Linked DNA regions of Rattus norvegicus: region 1 is linked to region 2. The links are chromatin contacts, called in public Hi-C maps. All regions are on one chromosome and are shown on one strand. The core of a region is the stretch at or near the end of the contact, and the rest is flanking DNA. Distances in the headings are between cores, read along the strand shown.

Region 1 (5,334 bases), core at 2,229-4,728, 220 kb before region 2:
GTGCTGTGTCTCTATGTTTGCTATGTGTGTGCCATGTATATGTGTTTATGTGCTGTCTCCTTTGCATGCTATCTTTGTGTGTCTTATGTATGTGTGTACTTGTAACGTGCATGTGCATATGTCTGCATGTGCTCTCTATATGCTATCTCTGTGTGTGTCATATGTGTGTTTATCTGAATGCTATGTGTATATGTGTGTTGAATATGTATATATTTGTATGCTGTGTGTAGCAGGTCTGGCTGTGGATGTGTGTGTATTGTCTGTGTATGTGATTTCTGTGTTGTGGTATCTATGTGCATACATGTCCATGCATGCTGTCTGTGTCTATTATGTATATGTGTGCTATGTGTCCTATCCGTGTGTGATGTTTACATGTGTGTAGTGTTCTATTTGTATGTGTGCACATGTGTTGTCTGTGTGTGCTATTCAAAATGCCAACTTGCTATTGGTATTCAAGAGACTCTCATAGTACAGCAATACCTGCTGTTTGCACACACACACACACACACACACACACACGTGTGTGTGTGTGTAAGTTTCAGGCCTTTTTTTCTTCCATCAGCAAAAAGCTGCGCTTCATCGCTTCCCAGCACGCCCTACAGGGCAGCCGTTTAGAACCAAATATTCATTCTCTGCCAAAACTTTGTTCTCGTATGAATTCACTCTGACCTTTTGCCTCAGCCTTCCTTGATCTAGGGCTTACTTGCTCAGAAGCAAGTATCGACCTGTGACCTGTGCTTGCTTATTCCCAGAACTCTCTGGTAGTATCCTGGCACCCCAACTCCCCCAGCAACCCTTCGGGATTCCAGGCTCAACCAGATGTTATTCCTACCCACCAGTGCGGTTGACTGGCTGTGTCCCAGGGGCAGGTTATGTAGGATCTCTGATCTCTGGTGTACAGTGAGAAGTTCTCTCAAGGTGCCAGAAGCATGGGAAACTCAGAGTGTTTTATGGTCACCTTCTCACAGCTGTCTGCTCTATCAGGGCAATGTCGCCTAGTGGTCTCTTCTTATGCCACCGTGATTGAGCTCTTCCATCAAGATCTCTCTCCCTTTCCTCCTCCCCTCCCCTCTGCCCTCCACTCGTAGATGTTAAAGCTCTTCCTTTATTCCCAATCCTTAGCTCCCAACCCCTATAGACTGCTGTTCATCTCTCTTGGTATAACCATCAACTTTAGCTCGGTGTCTCAGCCCTAACTGTAAACTTGATACTGCCTAGAATCACCCGAAAATCTGTTTCAGTTAAAGAATTGTCTTTGCCAGGTTGGTCCGTGGGCCAGGAACGAGATTGTCTTGATTGTCTTGTACAGAAGGGCACAGCACACTGGACAGCACCAGACCTGCCCTGGTCAGCGCATTTTACACTGTATCAGAAAGTTAACAAAGTATGAGAGAGAGAGGGAGGGAGGGAGGGAGAGAGAGAGAGAGAGAGAGAGAGAGAGAGAGAGAGAGAGGTGCAAAAGTTGCGTTTCTTCATGTTTTCTGCTTAAGCCAAACAGACTCTTTCCTCCTCTAAGTTGGCTTTTTTGGTTTTTAGTCAGAGTGTCTTTTTATCACAGCCAAGGAAAGGAAACTAGGCAATGTCAAATGAACCCATAATCCCAGTAGGAAGGAGGCTCAAGAAAGAAGAAGTGGGAAGTCTAGCTGAATCCTTGAGCTCTGGGTTCAGGGAGAGACCTGGGGGGAAGCCGTGAAGAAAGGCGTTGACCTTGGGCCTTCACACACAGAGCATGTCTGCAAACCTGCGCACACACAGGTACACTAGTGTAAATATGTATATCCTACCCACAAAGACTGTCTCAGTAACTCTTACCAATTCACGCACATGGCCGTCCTTCCGGCTATTCTCTTGTACACACTCTGGTGCTAATTTGAAATTTAATGGGAAAAATGAAAAGAGGAGAGAAGAAAGGTGTAAAAAGTGGTAAGAGATAAAGCATTATTTTCAAGGCTGGGGGGAGGGGTCAGGATGGGGGTTTACCTGACAGGTAAGAGGCAAATCTACCCTTATTTTGCAAGAGTTGAACCTTGAAATTAATTCTCAGAGTCAATATTTCTTTTCCTCTTTCATATTGACGTGACCAAAAACATTACCAATCCATTTCTGTTCCGGGGAGCTGTCTGGGATGTAGCAACGTTTTACTACCAACATTACAAGATTGAGCAACTCAGTTTTCCAGAGTTCTGCTTTCTTCCTGTAGACAAGTGAGAATCATAATGGTCTTTCATGTCTTCTTCTGGAAAATTCAATATATCCAAAATAGTTCTGAAAATACAGTAGGCGAGCCATAGAAGAATTGTTCTACTCAATAAACAATGGGAGGGAGGGAGGGAAGAAGAGAGGGAGAGAGAGAGAGAGAGAGAGAGAGAGAGAGAGAGAGAGAGAGAGAGAGAAAGGTACTTGTGAACTATATAAAAATGTTTGTTTGTTTACCCTTATTGAAGCAAGCTTGAGGTCTGTCCCAGCCAAAAGACCCTGAAATATCCATTCACTTCTCCCTCTGATCATCATCAGGGAACACTCTGCTGTGAAAAGTATGGCCAGTAATGGACATGGACAGGTGAAGCCGATTTGAAAAGTAACAAAACCGAGCTAGAAAGATGGCTCAGTGGTTAAAAACACTGGCTGCTCTTCCAGAGGTCCTTGAGTTCAATTCTCAGCAACCACATGGTGGCTCACAACCATCTGTAATGAGATCTGATGCCCTCTTCTGGTGTGTCTGAAGCCAGTTTCTATCTGTCTGTCTGTCTATATTATAATCTTTTTTTTAAAAAAGAAAGAAAAGTAACAAATCCATGTGCTGAATTCATCACTGAATGGTAGAGACGGGCATGTGGTGTTGAGTTAGAGAGAGAAGCACTTGACCTCCAGCTGTTGACTATAAGCAGCGGGGCTGGAGGGGACCTCATGGGGATGGCCTGACACTCCCTTGATTTTCTTTAGTGTCTTCATTTGCACGGGCTACTTGGGGGCTATTTCTCTTCTAATTATAGGCTACCTGAACATTCCATTTGCATTCTAATTGCAGGGCTTAGGGAAAGCTCACTTATTTCCAAGGGGTAGATTGCAGTTGAAGGAGAAAGAAATGTGCGGGCTATTGGAGGACTCTGGGTACTGGAGGGACCCAGAATTTAGACATCAGGATGAGAAATGATTCGAGACTCAGAAAACGCACACTCAGAAGAAGACACCAACTTCCCCTGAAACCAGAGTTACAGATGGCTGGGAGCCACCGTGTGGTGCTGGGAATCAAACCCTGGTCTTCTGCAATTGCTAGGCCATCTTTCCAGTCCTCAGAACAGAATCTTTCAGAGAGAGCTAGTACCTGAGAACACAGCGGTTTAGAAATAGTTAAAGCAATTCAGGAAATACCTATTGACAACAATGAGCAAAGGTCCGTGGATTTGTGGAGTAGCCTCTGCCATTGGACGGTTTGGACATATTTTAGCTGTGAGATCACCAGTGTTGTGTAAGTCTCGGGTCACTGGGTGGTGTGTTTTCTCAGGGTGTTCTGACAGGTCCTTGGCAACACATGGCAGATGCTCTGGGTTGTTGCCTCTTACAATGCTTAGCTTACAGGTATAAGTCAGGTTGTAGCATGAATAAAATATATTTGAAGTCTTTCCAATATAGGCAAGAGGGAAATGAGGTTATTCAAACAGTTCATGTTTATATTGTGGCTACTTTGTAATCACAAATTCTTTTCAATTCATTAAAATAAAAATTTGATCATCAGTTGTAGTTTTGTCCTCTAGCAGACAGAAGAGTCCTATTTAGACTTTCTGAAGAAACCATTTAAGTGAAAGATTCAAACAGATGTGTCGTGTCCAGGTCCTGCTGAAAATTGTAAGCACAGAGTTCAGAAAGGGAGCCCAAAAAGTGGGTGGGAGAGGGGAAGCTGCTCCTTCAGGCTAAGGAGTGGAGCTGGGTTCTTCCCAATCCACCCACCTGCCTGTGCTCTTTGGAGCCCCGATTAAACCCTCTATTCCACACTTGGTTTTCACATAAAGTTATTTGAACAAAGAAGCATAGAGCCCGCCTGGGAAGAATTATTCAAGAACGCCAACTCTCTTGACACTCTTACTATGTTATCCTTATAAGTAATAATTTAAAAGTTCTGCCAATCATTTGTGTGCACTCAGATACATTCATGAAGACACTGTAAAGCCATAGAGGACACTCGCCACTAACTCCATTCCTCTCTCCAACACATTGCAATATCTACAAAACCAGATAACGCCCATTGTTGCATATGAAAAAAATCACATATAAATACATGTACATGTGTGCTAGTGGGCATTGTTTCTTTATGTTAGACACCTGGAGTTTTTCTCTTGAACAAGGCACTGGAGGGTGATCTGTAATACTGTTTACAAGAATGGGATGTAAATAATCTTTAGGATACATTTAAGACTTGGATTTCAGTATCATTAAATTAGAGAGTATGATGTAATTAAATGAAGCCTTTGTAAACACCGTTAGGCAGTATTTGAGAGGAAAAAGATTAGAAGGTTAGGGGCTTTCTAAATACATAGAAAGGGCGTAGTGCTATGCATTGCATGGTAGAGTAACGCAGCTGACTTTACCCAGCACCATTTTATCTCGATGGTATTTGACATTCGTGCACGCATGCCTCTTACAGAAACAAGATGAATTGTTGTGGACTCTCAGGGCGAGGCCATTGCACAAGGTGAAAAATCACAGCTTGTGGCTCGTTTGCCCTTTTGAAGTGACAGTCTTGACATTTCCCAGAAATAATGCTGTTTTTATTCAGGCTTGGGGTTTGTCCATCATTGATGATTGCAGAATGAATAGTCAATATGAGTTTGAATGAAATTACATCTTTCTCATTTACTCTTTAATAAAAATGAAAAGAACTTAAAATAGTGTACCCAGTAGCACAGTGATCCAACCAAACTTGTTCCTTATAGAGAAGAGGTGGCTGGCTGATGGATTTTCCTCTAAAATAAATTTTTCCTTATCAAAATATGACTTACTAAGAAGTTCAGAAGGTTAAATACTAGAAAATAGAAATGATAAAATTAATGGTAATCTTATGAAAAAATATTTCCCCTACAAAAGCAATCCTTTGATCATTCCTTGGTTGTAATACCTTTTCAGCTTTTGATAAAATATTTCTAATTTGGAGCAAACTTTCTTCTTATATAGGTCCAAACACAAAGACATTCAGGTTAAATATAGGCATAGTAGAGCGGTTACTAGCCTACCGCTATTGGTTTTCTGACTCTGACTTCTGGTTACATTGTAACTTGAATCAAATATGATTATATAATTCTGTAAGCAAAGTTCTATCTTATGTATCTGGTCAACATA
Region 2 (4,924 bases), core at 1,456-3,955:
AAAATGGACAGAAGGTTTGCTTTTCAGGTCCGTGAGGCTATCGTAGAACTCGTGGTGGGCGTCAGCACAGCATCGACTACATATGCATGGCTGGGCTTTGCTCTTATTCGTCCCCTCCCCCACTGTCCTCAGCTCTGCCTCTCTTCCATGCCCAGGGGTTTCCTTCCTCTTCCCACTGAGGTCTCCCTTCTGCTGTCTGATCTCACATACACCATTGCCCTCTCTATGTCTTCCTTCCTTGTCCTGTCTTATCCCCTCCTTCCGTGGATTATCCTGTAGTTTCATCTCACATACATGCAAACACACATGCACACATATGTACACACATATATACATGCACACGTAATACACTCACACATGTGCACATAAACACATACATATATATTCACACATACACACATGCACACTCAGTCTGATATACATATACGTGTACATACATACATACATACATACACTGTCTCCCACACATACATACATATGCTGTCTTGGTCAGGGTTACTATTGCTGTGATGAAACACCATGGCCAAAGCAACTTAGGGAGGAAAGGGTTTGTTTAACTTCCACTTTCCCATCACAGTTGGTCATCAAGGCAAGTCAGGACAGGAACTCCAGCAGGGCAGGACCCTGGAGGCAGGAGCTGATGCAGAAGCCATGGAGGGTGCCACTTACTGGCTTGTTACACATGACTTGCTCAGGCTATTTTCTTATAGGGCCCTGGACCACCAGCCCAGGGGTATCCCCATCCACAATAGTCTGGGCCCTCCTTCATTAATCACTAATTAAGAAAAAACTAACACGCATGCCTATAGCCCCGTTCTTATGGAAGCATTTTCTCAACGGAGGCTCCATCCTCTCAGATGACGTTAGCTTGTGTCAAGTTGACACAGACACAGCACATAGGCACACATGCACATACCCAAGCATACACACACTTTTAAATCCAAGCCACATGTAAGGGAAAACGTGGTGTTTTTCTGATCCTGGCTTATTTTGCTTAATTGTAGACATTTTCAATCTCACCCATTTTTCTTGCAAATGGATGTCACAATTTCATTTTTTTTCAGCTGAATAAAAGTCCATTGTGTATGTGTATCCTGTTTTCGGCGTGCATTCGTTGGTTTATTGGTGGGTCTCAGGCTAGTTTGAACGGCACGGCAGTAAGCGTGGATGAGAAGAATCTCTGGGATCTGCTGACTTTGAGTCCTTTCGCACGCGACCGTGCGGTCATCTGGTTGTTGTATTTCTAGTTTCTGGAAGGCTGTCTAAACTGATTTACCCAGGGACTGCAGGGATCGCACGTTCCTGTCCTGTCAGTGGTAAACCAGGGCCTGCCTTTCCCCACACGTCCAGAAGCATTTGCTGCCATCTGTCTTATTGGTGACAGCCACTCCTTTGTGTGGACTTAGATGGGCTCTCAGAGCAGGTCTAGCCTGTGTGTCTCTGGTGGTTGAGGAGACTGAATGTTTTTAAGTATTTATCAGTAAGAATTTTATTCAGTTCATCACTTTATCTATCGATTGGGGGATGGCTTAGGGCTTTTTCCTGTTTAATTTTTGCAGTTCTTTCCAACCCCCTGATATTGATCCCCTGTTTAATGTGTAGCCAGAGGAGACTTACGGCCAGCTGATAAATTAAAAACTAAGCTCTCTGCATCCCGTGCTAACTCTGATAAGCTTTTAAACTATTTTAATAGTTTGTTTCCTATAAGAGCATCGTCCCTGTTAATTGGAGAATATTCTTTATCTTTACTGAGTCCCTTAGCTAAGGAAGGTGAAATGGGAATATGGTACTTGTCGGGGTTTGTCCCCAGAAGTAAATTTATTGATACTTTGGCAGATACACTATATAAAAGCTCCTGCTCTGTTGAATTTTATAGAAAATATATACTTTTAATCCTCTCGAGATAGCTATCCCCAAGGACAGAGAATCAGTGTGTGCGGCCTTCTGCAGTCATCATGACATGGTGTTAATTCTGACCTTGTAGAACCCCCTTTTTTTATAGGATGCAATGCTTGGCGTCTGCGCCTGGCGTAGAGTGAGCCCGGATGGCTGTGCAGTCCTCTTACTGGCTTGACAGGTGGGGGGACAATTCTAAGCTCGCTGTCTGGTTGAGTCTGCACCCGGGTGAATATATGCACGTATGAATGCATCCAGGTGTGAGTTGGCTTCGACGTCATGATTAGGAAGCCTTACTCCGTACAGTCTGGTTTTCTATGAGATGGGAAAACCCATGAAGGAGTCTTCCTGGTCTAAAATGTTTCTGAAAGCTAGGAAGTAAGGTAGAGGAGTTTCCAGGTCAGCACCAGCCTGTTTGGTCTCGGTCCGAGAACTCGAGTGTGTGGGGTCTTCAGCAACAGAATCACACCCCCGAGTTCTTGAGAGTAACCAATGGCGTTGGACATAACCTGTCGTGTTTGGGAGCCAGAGGGACATCACTGACCAACAGTCCCCAAAGAAGTAACTTGCTCCTGGTGCTGGTCTTTTTTTTTTTTTTTTACTCATTAGCCTGTGGTGTGTAAGAGGAGTCCTGCTGCCCCATTGCAAGTTTAAATGTTCCGAATCTCATTTCCCCCAAATCGTGGCTTTGCAAGTGGAATCTGTGGCACAGAAAGGCACACTTCCGTGACTGGTTCTGTGGCGCGCTAATGTAAACTCACCTGCTAGACTACGGGCGCCTGGCAGCTGCAGTGGTCAAACATTAACTTAACGCAAGACAAGGGATTGTTTCAGAGTGTTTTCCTCCTCCCCCACCTCCAGGTTCCCAGCTTCGCTCTGCACGAGGCTGTTCTGTCTCTGTTTCCTTCACGTGAGCCTTTTTCCTGTCACTGCCACCCTCGTATTGTTGGTTACCATTTCAGAGCCTGCTCTGGACACTGCAGTCCATCAACGCCAAGAATGACCTAGGGTGCAGATGAGGTCTTTTAGACTCACTGACAGTCGCTCTTCCTCATTCTGCTTGAGCCTTGCAGGTAGAACCATACCCTGGGGTGAGCCCGGCTTCACATCTCCATGACGTCATAACAGTAGGAAAAAAAAAGTTTGCTAACATCTGTGTGCTGGAAGATGAAACATTCAGGCCCAAGTCTTTATATTTCACATCATACACACATCTTAAGCTTGGGAATATTTGTCCTTTCTAAGCATAGCAACAGCAGTCTTCAAGCTAACTTTCTAGAGCCTTCCCCGGGATAATCTATCACCTGTTTTCAAGGAATCTAGCATGGTTAGATATGGTCCTCCCACTGTGTTTTCATTAAGACCTGAGTTTACCCGTCTGGAAAATAAGCAAGATGGAGGCTCCACCATACACTCGCCCTCCCCTTCCTTAGGTGAGTGAACCATGGCTCCAGAGTGCTGCCTGAACTTTCCTGATGCCCCACAGCCTGTGAGCACTGGAGCTCTACCCTGAACTCAAGTCTGGGTGAGCTAAGAACGGGTGTTACTCACCACTGCCAATCCGTCCTCCTCCTAATTATGGGTAGACATTGTCTACTTGGTCCCAAAGATGGCTTGAGTGCTTATTCTTTGTCATTATAGACACAGCTGGCCCCTCCTCGCCCCCTCTCCCATTGCTGAAGAACAGTCAGTCGTTCAGCTTGTGACCATCTTACCCTGACACCCCCTTTCTGCCCTCCCGATGCCTTCCCAGGGCTGGCCATCCTTTATCAAGAACTCTGCGTCCAGAGTAAATGTCAGGCAGCAGGGTTTCTTGCCAGAGGCTGGATAGTGTGGTTAGGTAGGCCCTGACCCAAGAAGAGGGCAAAGAAAATTTTCCTCTACCCTTAGCCCAACCTCCTCACTTCCTACCCTTCAGAATGTTGCCTTTCTCCCAAAAAAGTGCCCAGTGGAGGGCCCAGCCTCCCCTACACTTCCCGGGGGCTCCCAGGCTGAGTCTCCTGTGCCCTCACAGCGCCTCTTTTCAGACAGGAGCTGAACACAATGGGCTTGAGTTGAACCTGTGCTGGTCTGGGGGACAGCGGGTCTCAAATCCTCAGGTCTATAATGCTGAGAGAGAGTTAAAGAGGGTCTCGCGTGGAGGGTTTTTCCCCTGCCCATTGGATAACTCTGACCTCAGGCCAGAATCATCCCAGTCGTCCCTGCCGAACAGTAGCTCATCTTAGAAGAAACGATCAGTGCGCTGCCAACTTTGACTGTTCGGGAATTTTTGCCAGAAGCAAAACAGGATCAAAAATCATAAACAGACCTCCTCCCTTGCCACACCACCGCTATTTACACGAGGAGACTGGTAAGCCGGCTGTGCCACACAGCGCTCCGGGGAGGGGATTATTTTAAGCAGAAAAAGGCTAACTTGAGGAGTACTCACTTCTAGATGGTTCCAGACTAGTCAGGGTTCAGGAGGCAGACAGCACTAAGCAATGCCTGTCTTCCAAACACAAGCTACTTGTAGTCTCGAAGCATCCATGGGGTAGAGAACCCAGGAGTGGTGTGAGCCTCGAGGAGAATGGCTATGTTTTAGGAGGGAAGACCCTACCCTGTGAGGCAAGCTCAAGGAGGCAAGAGGCCTGGCTTCTAGGGTACCTCAGTGCTAGGAAGAGTCCCCAATGCTTTCACCTCACCGCCCACCCAGTGTGCTTAGGGTTGGACCATGGGAGGATCAGCTCCTGCCCATCTGCAGTATTACTGAGGAGGGGAATGGAAAGAAAATGGCTGAAGTGAATGTGTGATACTCTAGCTCTTGATTGGCTCTCAGGCAGGGTCTGTGCTGTAGGGGTGACTGGACAGAGGTACCCAGCCGTGGGAGAGAGCAAGGCTCCAGTCTTTGCTGGCTGGGTTAAGCACAAAGCTTACCTCTCTTCCAGAAACAATGATTCCCAGCACTCCCCAAGGACCTGGGAAGAATGTGCCACTCCAGCATTGGTGTGTTTTAAATTGGTTCCCGAGTCATTCTCCTAATTCCCAGCTT

The links. Hi-C and Micro-C count contacts between places; a contact is called where the count stands out from the background.
Region 1: a contact with region 2 is called in a Hi-C map of liver, with 1.9 times the contacts expected there. The contact joins two enhancer-like sites. A contact is called at or near these places in 2 of 12 Hi-C or Micro-C datasets (hepatocytes and liver).

The regions. Positions count from the first base shown.
Region 1 is chr12:5,770,840-5,776,173 of GRCr8, reverse strand. It overlaps a transcript of Stard13 not described here. Among named protein-coding and RNA genes, the nearest start is that of Rfc3, 63 kb to the left of the region's middle. Within about 2 kb of position 3,478, at least 2 of the 93 cell types and tissues checked have an H3K27ac peak or open chromatin away from gene starts, as enhancers often do. A contact at or near this core is called in liver, where this site is marked.
Region 2 is chr12:5,554,057-5,558,980 of GRCr8, reverse strand. The region is part of intron 1 of Stard13 (StAR-related lipid transfer domain containing 13); the gene reads left to right. Among named protein-coding and RNA genes, the nearest start is that of Stard13, 14 kb to the left of the region's middle. Within about 2 kb of position 2,705, at least 10 of the 93 cell types and tissues checked have an H3K27ac peak or open chromatin away from gene starts, as enhancers often do. A contact at or near this core is called in liver, where this site is marked.